Linked DNA regions of Mus musculus: region 2 is linked to region 1. A link is a contact called in public Hi-C data. All regions are on one chromosome and are shown on one strand. The core of a region is the stretch at or near the end of the contact, and the rest is flanking DNA. Distances in the headings are between cores, read along the strand shown. Region 1 holds the start of Rps17 (ribosomal protein S17). Region 2 has its middle 8.0 kb from the start of Gm44968.

Evidence for each region. Hi-C and Micro-C count contacts between places; a contact is called where the count stands out from the background.
Region 2: a contact with region 1 is called in a Hi-C map of liver, with 3 times the contacts expected there. The contact joins the enhancer-like site here to the promoter of Rps17 in region 1. A contact is called at or near these places in 12 of 39 promoter capture datasets (the HPC-7 cell line, HPC-7-derived erythroid cells, cranial neural crest and 7 more), 3 of 15 datasets of contacts at CTCF or cohesin (embryonic stem cells and stem cell-derived epiblast-like cells), 45 of 484 Hi-C or Micro-C datasets (the 3T3-L1 cell line, 3T3-L1-derived adipocytes, B cells and 21 more), 27 of 115 datasets of contacts at active chromatin or transcription factors (the 230-238 cell line, the HPC-7 cell line, the NIH/3T3 cell line and 12 more) and 4 of 9 other capture datasets (adipose tissue, embryonic stem cells, liver and 1 more).

Annotation. Positions count from the first base shown.
Region 1 is chr7:81,340,785-81,348,495 of GRCm38.p6, forward strand. Rps17 (ribosomal protein S17) reads right to left here and starts at 4,450. Exons shown (of 5, transcript NM_009092.3): 1 at 4,418-4,450; 2 at 4,073-4,224; 3 at 3,527-3,632; 4 at 2,951-3,016; 5 at 1,949-2,065. The coding sequence starts at 4,420. The coding sequence ends at 1,985. Cpeb1 (cytoplasmic polyadenylation element binding protein 1) reads right to left here. Exons shown (of 12, transcript NM_007755.5): 12 at 6,242-7,655. The coding sequence ends at 7,557.
Region 2 is chr7:81,194,374-81,202,084 of GRCm38.p6, forward strand. No RefSeq gene overlaps it. Among named protein-coding and RNA genes, the nearest start is that of Gm44968, 8.0 kb to the right of the region's middle. Within about 2 kb of position 4,393, at least 53 of the 459 cell types and tissues checked have an H3K27ac peak or open chromatin away from gene starts, as enhancers often do. A contact at or near this core is called in the 230-238 cell line, the C2C12 cell line, acute myeloid leukemia and 4 more, where this site is marked.

The sequences.
Region 1 (7,711 bases), core at 3,200-5,699:
AAGGAATAAGTAAGTGTACTGGTATATCTGAGGAGCTTACTTACCATGTGAGGCTAATTGAGGCAAATCATGATAGTGGTCCAACTGTTGTTAAGAGGGCCTGGACTCTGGGATTTGTTGAAAATTATAAAATGTTGAAAAAAATCAAAATATACTGTGTTCATAGATTGGCAAAAGAAGTGTGCTGGCAAGTTCTATGTCATCTAGACACAAACTAGAGTCATCTGAGAGAAGGGAGCCTCAATAGAGAAAAAGTCCCTGATGATGGTGGCACAGACCTACCTTCAATACCAGCACTTGGGAGGCAGAGGTAGGCAGATTGGAGTTTGAGGCTAGCCTGGTCTACAGAGATAGTTCCAGAACAGCCAGGACTATACAGAAAAACCCTGTCTCAAAAATTGAGAGAAACATGAGAACACGTGAGTAAGCACACCTATCATGGCTTCCTTCAGTGATTAAGATGTAGAAGTGTAAGCCAAATAAACCCCTTCTCAACTTGGTTTTGGTCACTGCTTCATCACAGCAACAAATCACAACTAAGATGGCCAACTTTGCCCTAACAGCCCCCTCATAACAGACTCATTCCAGCAGTAGCAGAAGCAGCCCCTGAAGCCCCAGATCTCAACATGGTTGCATAGGGGGTTAAGTTTCCAACATTGGAGACATAGTGGACTTCACATAGAAGACATAGCTTCATGATGTTCACTCCAACAATACTGCTAAGAACACAGTATTTCTTTTTTGAGGTCTACTATCTTCTAGGCTCCAACTCGGTCTTTCACCAAACTCAGAACCCCAGGGCTCCTCAACAGTCCATCTCTTCAATTCTGGATTACAAGTGCACACAGCCAAACCTGGGCTCCACGTGTGAGCTAGTGGCCCCAGCTTGGGTCTTTATGCTCAAGCACACCACCCATCGAGTAGCTGCCCAGCCCTTTCATTATTGGGGGTTGGGGCAGTTTTGAGAATCTCTAGCCCTGGATGTCAGATCCAACTGTTTGTCTCCCCCTAGTGCTGAAATTAAACATACCCAACAAAAGCCACTCTTAGCTCACAGGCAGCCAGCCCACCATGACAAGTGATTTGTTTTTAAACTTAATTGAGCATTTAATACGAAATGTGTGATAGAAATGTAAGATAGAATAAAAGATACAGGGCTTTCTTGATTACAAGTTTTATGCTAGCAAAGCTCATCTAGACTCAGTTTACAGTAGAGCCAGTTGTCAAGGGTCATGGATTCTATAGGGACCCTGCATCAACATATGTTCTCACCCCAGCACTGCTAACACAATTGTTTCTGGGGACACTCTGGAGTCTCTAAAGTAGACACTGCCATCTAGTTTATGCCAAGAGTGTTACCCTTACAAAGCACCCAGGAGCCAGCACCCCCATGCAAACCTTGAGCTCAGCATAGTGGCAAACCTGCTGAACACCTGCGGAGGCAACTCCCCCATGCTTGCTGAGTTTTCCTTACAGCTGCTCATCTGAGGGCAAAATCCCTTCTTATATGTTCTAGTAAAGGGAGTTATCAACAGATGCTATATGGGAGAAACAAAATATGTTCATGAGGTAGCCTAGCCTCAAATACTCAGAACTAATTACAAAGGCAAGTTTTCAATTCTAGGACTCAGAGTAAACATTAAAAACCTATCAGATTGAAAATGGTGTTCAATAGCAACATCTGTGGTGTTCAAGCAGGAAATGTCAAAGCCCCTAGCCAAGGAACAAAAACAGTCACGCCTACCTTACCCTAGTTGACACCATTGTCATTCAACTAGGCATGCTGACCCCAACAACCTTGCTTATCCAAGAAACTGAAGTTAACAGATAGCAAAACAGCTCTCCACCATGTCCTGAGAGCACAGTAGGACCTCCCTAAACCCTAGACTAGGTTTGTAAGTGTTCAGCCCTCCACCCGACCCTAACAGCAAGAACAATACAGACAAACTTGTTTTCAGGTTTATTGAAAATATGGCATAACAGATTAAACAGCTCCACGTGGTGTTTTGAAATTCATGCCAACTGTAGGCTGAGTGACCTGAAGGTTAGAGAGACTGCCAAAGTCCTGCAACAAAACAAGACACACGGTGAGCGGGCACTCTGCAACCCCAGCCCTTCAGCCAACAGACAGGGACTATCGGCCCCAGGAACTTTTCCAACACATACCCACCCGGCTAATGAACACTCCCCCTCCTACACCTAACTCTGATCCAACCTTCAAGCAGGTATTCCCTAGCCAGGACACACCAACAAACCCAAACCACTACAACAAAACCCTCGCCTGCCCTCCATAGCCAAGGATTCAGCACTCTTGTCACTACTCCCCAACTAAAGCCTAAAAGCCCATAAGCAGGTTCTTAGCATAGGTAAAGCTACAAAAGCAGCACACGGCACGGTCAGAGGGGCTCAGGGCTAGAGCCCCAAGAACATTCCCCAGCCTCAGTCAACACCTGAGAGGAAACCTAATGTACAAAGCACAAGGAGCGGAGGGTCAGGCCTGTCCCCAAGAACACTCAGTACCGGGAGCCCACCATGCTCTGGAGCCAAATGGTTTCAGAAGGCTGTGCTGAGAAAGACCAGCAGTGCTCCCAGCAAGCGTCAGCTGCTGTTTCACTGAGCCATGCGGGCACATGGGGAGAGTATCTGCTCACAATCACTAACAGCATGCTGGTCTCAGGCGCCTATCCCACCTTCTCATACTTATGCAAAAGAGCCAAGTCTCAGTCCGCTGAGATAAGCCACCCGTAAGATGGCTCAACTGTGACTAGCCCGACTACTGTAGAAATAACCAGGGAGGAAAGCAGGTAACAGCCAGAGCTGAAGGGGGCGGGGCAGGCCACAATTTAGGAGCCAGCCCCAAACAAGGAAAACACACCCCCGAATCATCACAGAACAAGCAGCTCCAGCCATTTAGAAACCAGATGTATTCAAGGATTCAGGCAACACTCACCAGGAGCTTCAGCATCTCCTTGGTGTCGGGATCCACCTCAATGATCTCCTGATCTAGGGCTGAGACCTGAGAGGGAAAGAATCAAGTTCAAATTATGAATGCGTGGGTTATCTTTCACCTCCTCTGCTCCCAACGCAACACATAACCTTAGCTGTCCTGGAAAGCACCATGTGGACCAGGCTGGCTTCGAGCTCAGACATCTGCCTCCCAAATGCTGAAACTAAAGCTGTGCACCACCACAGCCCACTTTATTCTTGTGTCAGAACCATCTAGTGTGCATTCAGAAAGCAGGGTTCACACTTGGATGTCAAGCTAACCACGTCGGGAGGCACTCTCACTGGGCTCCCATGTGAAAATGAATTTAGACCTCGCAGAGAAGCTCAAGGTCGGCTGATTACAGGCACCCTCGGCTGGGTGTGTTGGCCCACGCCTTTAATCCCAGCACTCAGAAGGCCGAGGTGGGTGGATCTCTCATCATTTTGAGGAAATAGATTAAGACTTCACTGACATCCAGCTGCGTTCCCACCTCAGGTGAGCCCCCAGGAAGAGGTGCAGAGGAAGACCCACAAATCTTACCTCAGGAACGTAGTTATCTCTCCTCTCTCTCTCTTCTTCCTGCAACTTGATAGAGATGCCTCTCACAGGCCCTCTCTGAATCCGCTTCATCAGATGCGTGACATAGCTACAAGCAATGCGAAACAGTGACCACCTCCCACCAGAACCGACTTTGTCTCTACATCAAGGTCGGTCTCACCATCGGAAAGACACACAGACACACACACAGCACTGTTCAGATGTCCACTCCTTACATCCTCACTCGCCGTCACCAGCCCTCCTCCGAATGTCATGTACCCCGACTGGTCTTATCCGTCGTACGGACACAACACTGCTATTTTTTTGCACAACACGGCCATAGTGGTAAAATGCGGGAAGCAGAGACCACAGCAGTAAGGTTTTGAGGCCGGAGCTCTGCCTTCAGCTACCGTAAGGAGCCCGAACTAAGACCACGTCGGCAAAACCCCACTGTGGCCAAGGCACACCTCCAGCCCTTCGGCGGGCCGTCTGGGGGGAGCGGAGGCACCGGCCCGGGCAGGCTCTCCGGCGGCCGCGGCCCCCACTCACCCGGCTATCTTGTTCCGAAGCTTCTTGCTGGGGATAATGGCGATCTCCTCGCACACGCGCTTGTTGGTGTGGAAGTCATTACCCAGACGCGTGTAGTACTTCTCGATGATGACCCGGGCAGCCTTCTTCACGGTCTTGGTGCGAACGCGGCCCTGAGGGTGGAGAGGGCAAAGTCACCGGGGAGCCCGCGCCTCCCGCGGAGGGGCCGCGGCGCGCACGACTTCATGCGGAAGCGCGCCAGGCCGCCGGTGACGGCGCCGGCCCCTCGCTGCGGACTTGAGGCCGCGACGAGCGGAGGATGGGCGAGGATTGAAAAGGACAGAGCCCTGGGAGCCAAACACCTACCATGTTGGCGGGTCTCGGTAAAAGAGGAAACAGGAAACACAAGAGAGGCCTATAAAGCGCGGCCAGAAAGCCGCTTCCGCCTGGCTCGCGAGAGTCCCACAGCGGCCCCTAGCGGAGTGGAGTGAGGCTGCCTGGCTGTGGGCGGGGCGAAAGTCTGCGCGTGCGCACGCCGGCAGCTCGGCCGTCTTGGTTTCCACTCCAAATAGTTCCGTGCTTCTCTTGGGCGTCCGGTGTGTTTTAATCTAGGAGTTACTTTGAGGTCCTGAGATGGAGCCTAAAGGAGGCCCGAGCTATGAAAGGCATAGTAGTAAACAGGGTCATCCCCGATTTCCACCCTACCCGCGCCTCTAGTCAGAGATTAGTAGGGTCTAGCCTAATTGGTGAGGTTCCTCTCATTTCCTGGTGTCACAGCAAACATCACCTAGAGTGGCTTTTCTTCTCATCCCAGCACAGTATTCCATTCGAGCTGCTCTTAAATGTCTGAGCACAATTACTTTTCTCAGCTAGGTTTGAGCTAAACAGGAAGGGCTAACCTCGAGTGCTTAAATCAGTGGCTGGCTCACAGAGAGGTCTCAAACACTTTTACCAACAAATTAGGATCTCAGTTAACTAGACTGTTCCCGATTAGTAGGGACACTATCTCCAACCTTCAGCTTCTTCCGGTTGTTCTGCCATAACCAAGCCCAAAGCAGGCTCTTACGCTACGACCCAGTGGCTTCATCTGTCCAGAGAGGGCCTTTCCTCCAGCTCTTTCCTGGGACAGGGTCCTGCGCTCAAACCTAAGGAGACCGTGCTGGCCACAGGGCATGTATCAAGGGGCCAAGGCTGTGCTTCATCCTTCAACTCATCTACGTCACTCTGGTTAGGTGAAGAGCTGAAAGTCCTTACTCTAAAAGTAGCTCATGGCGGGAGGAAAAAAGATGTCCTTGACCATGGACCCGGAAGAATACTGAAGAGACCAAAGGGTCTGTAATCCCTGGGGGTTGCATCGTACATTACCAGTGAATTCCCAATGAAGTGGAGGCCAGGCTCCAGATGCAAGACTAGACCTTACAGTCTTGCAGGAAGAGAACTCTTGGATTCTGAGGAGTAGTGAGTTTTTGCACCTTACAAGGATTTAAGTACCTAGGAGTCCCTCTCCCTCAGACTAGAGTTTCCCAAAGGACCAGTTCAGCATGCTGCCGTCTCCACTTGAAAAATCATCAGACCTGTCATGAAGCCATGGAGCCTGTTAGAAAAGCTAGTGTAAGGGCTGTGAAGAAACAAAGCACTGCAGCGTGTCCTGGTGCATACCTTAATCCCAGCACGTGGGATGAATGGTAGGCAGAATTCCTGAGCTTGAGGCCAGGCTGGCTTACATAAGGAGTTCCAGGACAAGGCCACAAAGAAAGACCCTGAATCAAAAAAGCAAAATAGTAACCACTCAGAAAGGAATTACATCAGCACAAGTGTGTCCAAGAGGAAGGAGGAACACGTCAGGGCTCACAGGAAAGCAGCCAGCAAATGGCTCCTGACATCTTGGGAGTTGTGCCTCTAGCATTCCTAGGGCTCCATGTGGAGGAGGCCTTGAGGGGCCAAGAAGTAAAATGTACAGGCAGGCCTCCTATTCTGATTGTAATCACCCAGGTACTAGACACTCCAGAGTGGCTGACCAGGATGTAACAAGTCCCATATAGGAGCAGGTCTCCGCATGTACCTCCCATCCCTCTGGGCTGGTATCCCATTAGTGAAAATCCATGAAAAGAGGACTGGTCTCTGGAATCTTCCCTGCTTGCTACCACACCCCACCACACACACACCCAGATACAGAGACAAAACTACAACTCTGCTGCAACGTGTTTATTATGTGCCAAAAAAATTACACCACAGCTTACTCCACACATCTGTAGGAGAGTGCAGTCTTGCCTGCATATACAACAATGAGGTAGAGACTTCACACACAGCTTCACAAAACCCACAGAGTAGCTGGGATATGCAACAATGCAACATCAGCTCAGCAGGAGGGAGGGGTTATGACACTGGCTCTTTGGCACACAGCTTCCCTAAGAGAGGCAAGTAATCGTTAAATTAAAAAGAAAAGTCAAGTTTTCAATTCCAGTAGCGTCTTTGTCAACTGTAACTGTTGATTCATACATTCGTCAAATAAAAGTTGTAAGGAAGGGTATTTGCCCCTCTAAGAGAAAGGGCTCCTGTGAGCCTTCACCTGCCCCCACCAAAAAGCAGCCCTTTTTTTTTTTTTTTTAATTTTTAAGCTCAGTTACAAAAGAAAAAGTCCTGTGACTGTGATTAAAAACTTCTATCAACCCTCCCCCAACATAAGTGCAACATAAGGTGCCACAAACCATTTAAAACTATATACAGCAGCTGCTCAGACTTTTCCTCCGGTCCAGTTTTAAATAAAATAATTTTTCTCTTGGTTACAAATGCTTTGATTTGCAACTGTGACCAGCAGTCCCCCAGACACAAATTTGCTATAATGTTAAAAGCTGCCAAGAAAGAAAAAAAAATATATTGTTCCAAACGACTTAAAAACTGTTTTAAGGAGTGTAAAAAGGAACCAGTAAAAACCCTCGAGCGTAAACTATGAAATATGATTTGGTTTAAATGAAGAGCAAAGTCTCCTTTGTTTGTTACAGTAAAAAACACCAGCTGAACACTCAATTGATGCCGTTCAGGTGGGGGTTAAATCAATGGAAAGGCACTGTATGGCAACTGCAGAATGAACGAACCAATGAGACCTGCGCATCACCACCATCAGTATTGCAAGGAATGTAAAAAGCGCTTTAATAAATAAACCCAAGTGTAGGCATCTGTGTCAGACCTTCTGGACACAGTGGTTGTTGTTGTTATTTTCATTTGCAAAATGAGGAACTAGAATCTGGGAAAACTACAATTGCTTGAGGGTGAGCCGAGGGTCCTTGCTCTGGCACACCCCACTGAAAACAAGACCTGACAAAACTCATTGTGCATTAATTAGTGCAGAAACAAAGACAGAGTTAGCAAGTACAAAGGTGACTACGATTCTCCCTTGTCTGCGCAAAGCTAGCTCCCATGGCGCCTGTGCAGCGAGTTGCTGCCTGACTTGACAGCCTTTGGCACCACAGGACACTGGGCAAGGCCAGCTCCTCTAGCTGGAATCTCAGTTCTTCTGGTTCCTCATTAGGGGGCTATGGTGGCGTAGGCCTTCCATGCTGTGTCGCCAGTGCCAGCAGCTTCTGCAAAAGTACTTGAAGCAGACCTAGGTTAGGGGACAGAAAGAGCTGTGTTAACTCTAGATATAAAGGTTCCGCTTTA
Region 2 (7,711 bases), core at 3,143-5,642, 150 kb before region 1:
GGAGACACACACACACACAGAGACAGAGACAGAGATAGACAGAGACACACACACAGAAACATGTAGAAGAAAGCAAGAAAAGAGGAGGAGAGGAGGAAGAAGAGGAGGAGAAAAGAAGGATGAGAGAGATACAAAGAGAGACAAAGAGAAACAAAGTAGCAGGGTTCTGAGTAGCTGGGAGGAGGGAAGTGGGTGAGCTGAACAGAGTTTAGGGTAGGGGAGGGAGTATGTGAGAAGACAGGATGCTAGCATGGAGTTTTGAGATGTGTACCAGGTAATTGTGATATTGAAGGAACTTGGAGCCAGTATGCACGTTGCATGCTAATAGGCACCACAGCCGTTCATCCCTTTTGCCTTCTGGAATTTGAGGAAATGGAGTTTTCCTCTGGACCTGACACTGGTGAGTTTCAGTTCACTTCATGTTCCTTTGTATCTTTGGGTAAGAAAATGAACTCTGAAGCCCCAGTGTCCCACCTTTAAAGTGAGAATAATATCACCAGTTAACTCAAAGGAGTCTTGTGATCATGGACTCTGATAAACCAGAAGGTTTGCTCAGGCTTATCCTTGCAAGGCCACTGTCTTAGTTTGGGTCTTATTGTTGTGAAGAGACACCATGACCAAGGCAGCTCTCATAAAAGGCAACATTTATTTGGGGCTGGCTTACAGTTTCAGAGATTCAGTCCTTTATCATCCTAGCAGGAAGCATGGCAGCATACAGGCAGACATAGTGGTTGAGAAGGAGCTGAGAGTTCTACATCTTGATCCAAAGGCATCCAGGAGACTGTCCTCTTCAGACAGCTAGGAGAAAGCTCTCATCCACAACAAGTAGAGTCCGAGCATAGGAGGAGACCCCCAAAGCCCACTCCCACAGTGACACAATTCCTCTAATCAGGCCACACCTCCTAACATTATCATTCCCTATGGGCCAAGCATATTCAAACCACCACAGCCATGCTTTGAATCATCAAACTAATCTGCTTAAAGGCCAGCATGACTCAGAAAGTGGCTATTTTCCCCCTGGATCCCAGGACAAAGGTAATGTGTCCAACAAAGCCACAGCCACAGCCACAGCTGATTCGGGCCATGAGAGGTGAACCTTGATGGTTATTAGTGAGATTGCATGGCTTAGTGAACATTGACAGATGTAAAAGCAATCTGTACTACTCCAGGAAGATTCTGGGTGAAGAAAACTCAAGGCCATCAGGTAACATTGCCAGATAGAGGACCAGGAAGTGTGTGAAATGGACGACAGAGCCCGTGACCATCTAAGCCACACCCTTCCTCCCTCGGCAGATGCAGGATGACTGATGGAGATACTAGCTTTCATCAGCTTCCTAATTCCTCTTCCCCTGACGCTTGCCAGCAGAGTCAATCCCTAGGTATCCCTTGCTTGGCTTATTTTCTGTGGCCAGAACCCAGAAACCACAATTGGTGACTGACTTTAGTAATAATCTTGACTCTCCATTCTGTGGGATGTCCTGGAGGGAGAAAGATGGAAGGGTGGCCCATGAAAGCAGCAAGAAGACAGAATGGGAGGAGAGGAGAGTGTTGTAACTACAGCTGAGACAAAGGGATAAGGTTCTGGCCCCTGGGGTGTTGGGAGGAGAGATCTGTGTGGTACACCCAGAGAGGCTGGGCATCAGCAAGGAGCCTGTATCCTCCTCTGCAATTCCCACATCCCTAGGAGGAGGCTCTGGATCAGTGGAGCCATGCCCTGCTCTAGGGTGACCAACTTGTTCCACTTTGCCTGGGGCTTTGCTGGTTTTAGCATTGAAAGGCCTGAAGCTTGGGAAGTTGCTTATTCCTGGGCAAAAGTGACTTGGTCACATTCATCCCTTCTGGCTAAACTGAGCATGTGCTGGCCACAATCTTGGCTCCCTGAAGTGAAAGCCACATGTAACAATCTCTGGGGCTTTGGTACATTGAGATACTTCATTCTGATTATTCCTACAGACCTCCGATGCTGCTGCTTATGTAAACAAAAATAAGACTGACAGTTGTCTGTCAAATGGAGTTTCTGTCACAAGCTGCTGCACATGGTTCCTGTCTCAAGCAGAAGCAGCACTAAGCCTGGGCAGGTACTGGGTGCTGGGTGCTAGGTGCTAGGTGAGTGCTGGGGATTTGCTTTTTATGTTGCCAGCTGAGCATGTCTGGGGAGAAGGTGTTAGTCTTGAAACTATAACATTTTTCAGTGTTGCCTCTGGAGACTGCACCCCAGGAGATCCAGGGGCTGAACAGTATGGTTCAGTTTCTGCCCCAACCTGCTTGTTATATAGAACACTAGACAGGATCTTTGCTGTAATATAATCTCAAAGCTACTGGTTCTTAAGGAGATGGCAAGGACTCTGGCTTTTCCTTCCTGACAATTCAGCTACTTCTTGTTTATAGTGAACTACACACAGTTAACTCAAAGACAAAATGATGACCATAAAGTCCAAGGAGAAAGAGGAAGATAAGTCCTAGAAAAACTTGCATAAGCCTAACTCCCTAGGAGACCTGATACCAGATGGTGTTGCTGGCAGCAGTTGGGTATAGGACCTGCTGCTCTAGGGACTTCTCTCAAGGCCACTTCAGTAAGGCACCTACAAGACCCAGGGGTGTTACATCATGCCCCAAAGGACTGTTCTTTCTAACAAAGCGCTGCTGTTCCTGGAAATACTGGCCCCAGGTGCACTGGGGAAACTCAAGAGTTCTTGTGTTTGTAGATGAGCGTGTATATAGGGGGAGGGGAAGAGAAGGCTGCCTGCCCTGGGAAAAAGTACTTGAGTCAGGGGCGTGTGCTGGAGATTGATATTTAGTGAGGCTGGGAGGCAGCACTTCCTATCTGCCCTGCCATCAATTGGCTAGAAGGTCCAAACCCTGAACTGAAGGAATACATCAGAGGAGAAGCACCCAGCACAAATAGCATAGACCAGGAAGAGCTATGCTCTCTTCCTTTCTTCCTTCTTCCCTCCCTCTACTTCTACTTCCTTCTCTTCCTTACTCCCTCTACCTCTGGATAGGGTCTCATGTATCCCAGGCTAGCCTCAAATATGTAGCTGAGGATGGCTTTGAACTCACGATTCTCCTGATTCCACCTTCTGAGTGCTTACACGTTGCTGTCTGATGCTGGGGATCTTGAGTTACAGTCCAGCTTAATAAGGGGGTGTCTGAAATGCATGGAAATGCACACAGCTTAGCTGTTCCCCTCACCCCAATCTTTGAAGAGAGAGAGAGGGCTTTGCTGTCATCCACCTCTGCAAGTTTTATGTCCTAGTTTCCTCTTCTGCAGCATGGAGTAACCACTAATAACTAATAAAACCCCCTTAATGGATGTTTTGAAGGCAGGATGCAAAAACCTCGGTTCACTCCCCAGCTAGGTGCAGCTAGGAGTCTCTCACAGAGCTGCAGAGTTGCCCTAAGCTGGCCTTAGGGACGTCAGTGGCAAATCCTGGGTCACTTGCAGATCTTGAGTTTTTGTATCCATGTCTTTGTGTCTTCATGATGGGGTGGCTGCCTCCTCCAGGGTGTGGGAGAGGGAGAGGATGGGTGAAAGCCACAGGCCTTCCGTGGCCTGCTCATCTGCCTCAGTCGTGGCCATGGCTGCTGTTGAACACGTGGGGCAGAAGTCCTCACCTGACTGTTAAGTGTCCTCCCAAGTGCTTGTGCAGTATCACGCATAGCCCGTGGTATCCTGCTATTCCTTCTAGAAAGTTCCTTTTCTTGCTAAAGGAGCCTGACATGGGTTCAGTTTGACACAGATTCAAAGCCCCTGACTGAGATCAGTGAGGAATCCCAGACTGTCTGCTTTGTTAAGAGACTAAGAAAAGGGGCCTCCTGGTCTGAATCTCCCAAACATGACCCTGTTTTCTAGGGTTCAAGAGCAAGCGCTGTGAGGAAAGGGGGCATCAACATGTTTATACATGCTCTTACATATGGAAACAGTCATAGTTAGAAAAGCACCTAACTCATGCTCTAACTGACCCTGCCTGCCACTAGGGCTGGCTCTGTGGCTGAGCCTCAGCAGGGCACGGGGTCTTTTCTTACTCTGACTCTCCTCGCTTAACTTTGGGGTTGGGCAAATTTCAACACAGTCCCCCTGACCCTGCTGCTGTTTGGATGTTTAGCCACAGGAAACACTGCAAGGTTCCAAGCATGAGCCAGAAAAAAATTGAATGTACACAGGTTTGGTTTCCTACCAAAAGTAGGCTAGGAAATCAGGATTCACATAGCCTCCATTGCCTGCAATGTGGGTACTGGCGACTGCCCACATTTCCAAAGGGAGAGGCCCCTTTTGAACTCATCCCCTTCTGGTCTTCCACATCAGCTGCAGCTGGGAGCACAGTTGCTGGGTGGCCAAGAACAGCTGGCAGCACTGTGGCTGGCAGGCACGGTAATTATGTGCTGGGAAGGCAGTGCCCTGCCCCCTTTCCAGGCTTCGTCCCAAGGGCATATGGGCGGGGCAGACTACAGTTTGAAAATGATGGAGGGCCATGGTCCTCTATCTCATCCTAGCCTGTAGCTCTGGGAAGGAATAGGTGGATGAGAAAATAAGCATTTCTTAGAAGCAAGGTTTGTTTAGCAGTTCTCTTCAGCACTGTATAAAGGGGCTTGAGCAGAGGGGCTGGGGCAGGAGCCGTGCAGCAGAACGGAGGCTCTGGCCCTGCCATCTCCCCCCTACTGAACCTTGTTTTCCTTCTTGGAAAAGAAAACAGACTGAATCACAAGGTGGCGTGTGTGAGAAGGATACGGGGATCTATTTAGTGGCCTTAGAGGTAAAGGAGAACCTTTCCGGGAACAGGTAACAGCCCCAGCTACAGTTAGTTTGAACCACAAATGTGTGTTATGCCCCACAACAAGGAGCTCGAAGGCTGGGCTGCTCCACAGTCTGTTGATTTCACCGCTCTCTGGTGACATTTGGAGCAGGATGACATAGGCTCATCCCAGCTTTCCACTTGGCCTTCCTCCAGTGTTGACAGACCCCTATCATGTAGGTCAGATTTCTGAAATAGCTCCAGGTTGTTGCGAAAATGACTAACTGACTTCCTTCCTCCTTCCCTCTCTCCCTCCCTCCCTCTCTTCCTCCCTTCCTTCCTTCGTATTAGAAAAATGTTATAGGTGGTGGTTGTGCCCACCTTTATCCCAGCACTTGGAGGAAGAGGCAGGTACATTTCTGAGTTTAAGACAAACCTGGTCTACTGAGCAAGTTCAAAAACAGCCAGGGCTACACTGAGAAACCCTGTCTTGAAAAAATAAAGAAACCGAAAACAGAAACAAACTAAACAAAACAAAACAACGAAATAAAGGAGGAGAAGGAGGGGGGAAGGAGGAGGAGGAGGAGGAGGAGGAGGAGGAGGAGGAGGAGGAGGAGGAGGAGGAGGAGGAGGAGGAGGAGGAGAGTGTTAAAAACAACAACAATCCCCTTTATACCGATCCTAGGCAAACCCATACACATGCATATGATTAAACCAATCCCTGACATGGGGACAAGAATGATGGCATTTAGCTGAAAGCAAGCAACCCTCACCCCTTGGGTGTGGGAAGAGCCCACGAAGCCCAGGAGGAACATGGGGAGACAGCGAGGGGTGGAAGCCAGTGCCACAGCTCACTTCCTCTTATACACTGGACTGGGGATGTGAGGCCTTGGAGCCAGGTCCCACAAGATTGGATGGCAACTATGAACACAGTTCTGCCTTTCAGAGAAGCAGTTTTACTGCAACTTGTTGCTTTTAGTTTTGATGATCTCCAGCCTGGAACTAAACTTTTGATTTTCTGTGAAAATAGTCGTCCTTACATAATCACCCTAAGTGGACAGCTAGCCTGTGAAGTTTGTACGTCCAAACTTGGATCATTAGTGAGGGGATGAAGTAGCTCTGTGGCAGAGAGACAGAGCTTCCAGCACGCAGTGGTTTCCAGGGCCCCTCTGGCCTCCTTCACTCTCAGCTGGTCCATCAGAACTCACTCTGGCAGACGATAGTAGTGATGCCCTTAGCTGGTACGGAATCTATATCATCACTGGCCAGCTGGAACAATGGAACAGGAAACATTTCAAACAGAGCAATTTAAAGAAAGGGAAGGCCAAGGAGGAGAAGGCATGAAAAGGATGTCACCCAAAGATCAGGAAACCAATGTCCCAGGAGCCTACACACCTCAGTGCTGAGGGGTCATCAATGTGCCCATCACCAGCAGTCTCACCGCATAATCCCCTTGCTCTCCTACTGTTGTCAAAGAAGGGCTATGACCTGCGGATCTCCCAGGAGCATAATGAAGGCTCAAGAGGATTGTTATCATGAAAGACTTTAGCATAGTGTCTTGTGGCATAGGAAGGGTACAAAAATAGAATTAGGGTTAAGTTCACAACCACTATCATCTTTGTCACCAGTGTTTCCCTACCACTACTATCACCATAATTGTCATCCACCACCTTTATCATATCACTACCATCATCATCACTATCACCACCACTGCTACCCAATACCCCAGCAGCAGCATCACCACCACCACCATCATCATCATCATCACCACGATGGTCACCACTAACATCATCCTCACCACTCCCATCAGCAGCACTCATCCCAGTGGCACAACTCTCACAACAACTTCCTAGGCCCCTTCACACCAGGACAAGTGAGGAGTCCAAGGGTCTTTCATCAGGACCCCTTTGCCTTGCTCCAAAGTCGTCACATGAGCCGAGCCGAGCCCTGCTTCCTGTCTTATGACTGAGAAAACATGATGTGACATAAGCTCCCATGAACTGAAGTGCACCTTTGAATGACCTCATTCATTGTGTCCTACAGACTAACAGAGTCCTCAGCACTGTCCCCCAGCCCGGGGCCACGTCCTTCACATTCGGAAACTTCCTTACTTGGGAGTAGATCTTCACAGCTCTGAGGCCACAGAGCTTGCCAGGCTGATGAGGCTCGCACGGTCTGACCATATCACTGTCCACCATTGTCATCTCCAGGTTCTCACTTAATACCCGGCATCCTTCCTTCCTTCCTCCCTTCCCTTCCTCCATTCCCTCCTTCTCTCCCCCTCGCCCCCTCTCTCTCCTTCCTTCTCCCCCTTCCTCCCTCCCCCTCTCCCTTCTGGTGAGGATTCACTATGTTTCCCAGACTGACCTGGAATCCTTGGATCCAGTGATGCTTCCTTCTCAGCCTCTGAAGTACCTGTGACTACAGACATGTGCTGTCCCACACAGAGCCGTGTTGCCCTTTGGTAGACACACACCCGGCTCCTCCTTCAGATCCTTCCTCCCATTTCACTGTCTTTATAATTTGCTTACCTCTTCCTGGAATGGGCTGCAGTGTTCTTTCATTCATATATACTCATGTATGTCATTACATCACCCTTCTAGCACAGATATTTTGGGTTGTAGTCAATCAAAACCCGGACCCAGAGGAACATTAGCAAACCAGAAGTGACAGGTTACTGAGAAGCTGAAAAGTCTGACTTCAGGTATGGCTTGATCAGGAACTCCAACAATTCACATGAATACTTGTTCACTCTGGATGGTTCATGTGTCTGACTTAACCAATCGCTGTGGCCAGGGAAGTGGCAAACACTAAAGATTCTACCAAAATAACTTGAGCTGAACTAGAGGTAACTGTAGCTTCTCAGAGGAAAACCAGGTACAGTTTTAAGAAGAGCGAGGGGGCACGAATAAAAAAAAATGCTGTTTCTCTTGTTTTATGTCAGGGCAGGCCATGTGGATATTAAGTCTTTCCCTGTC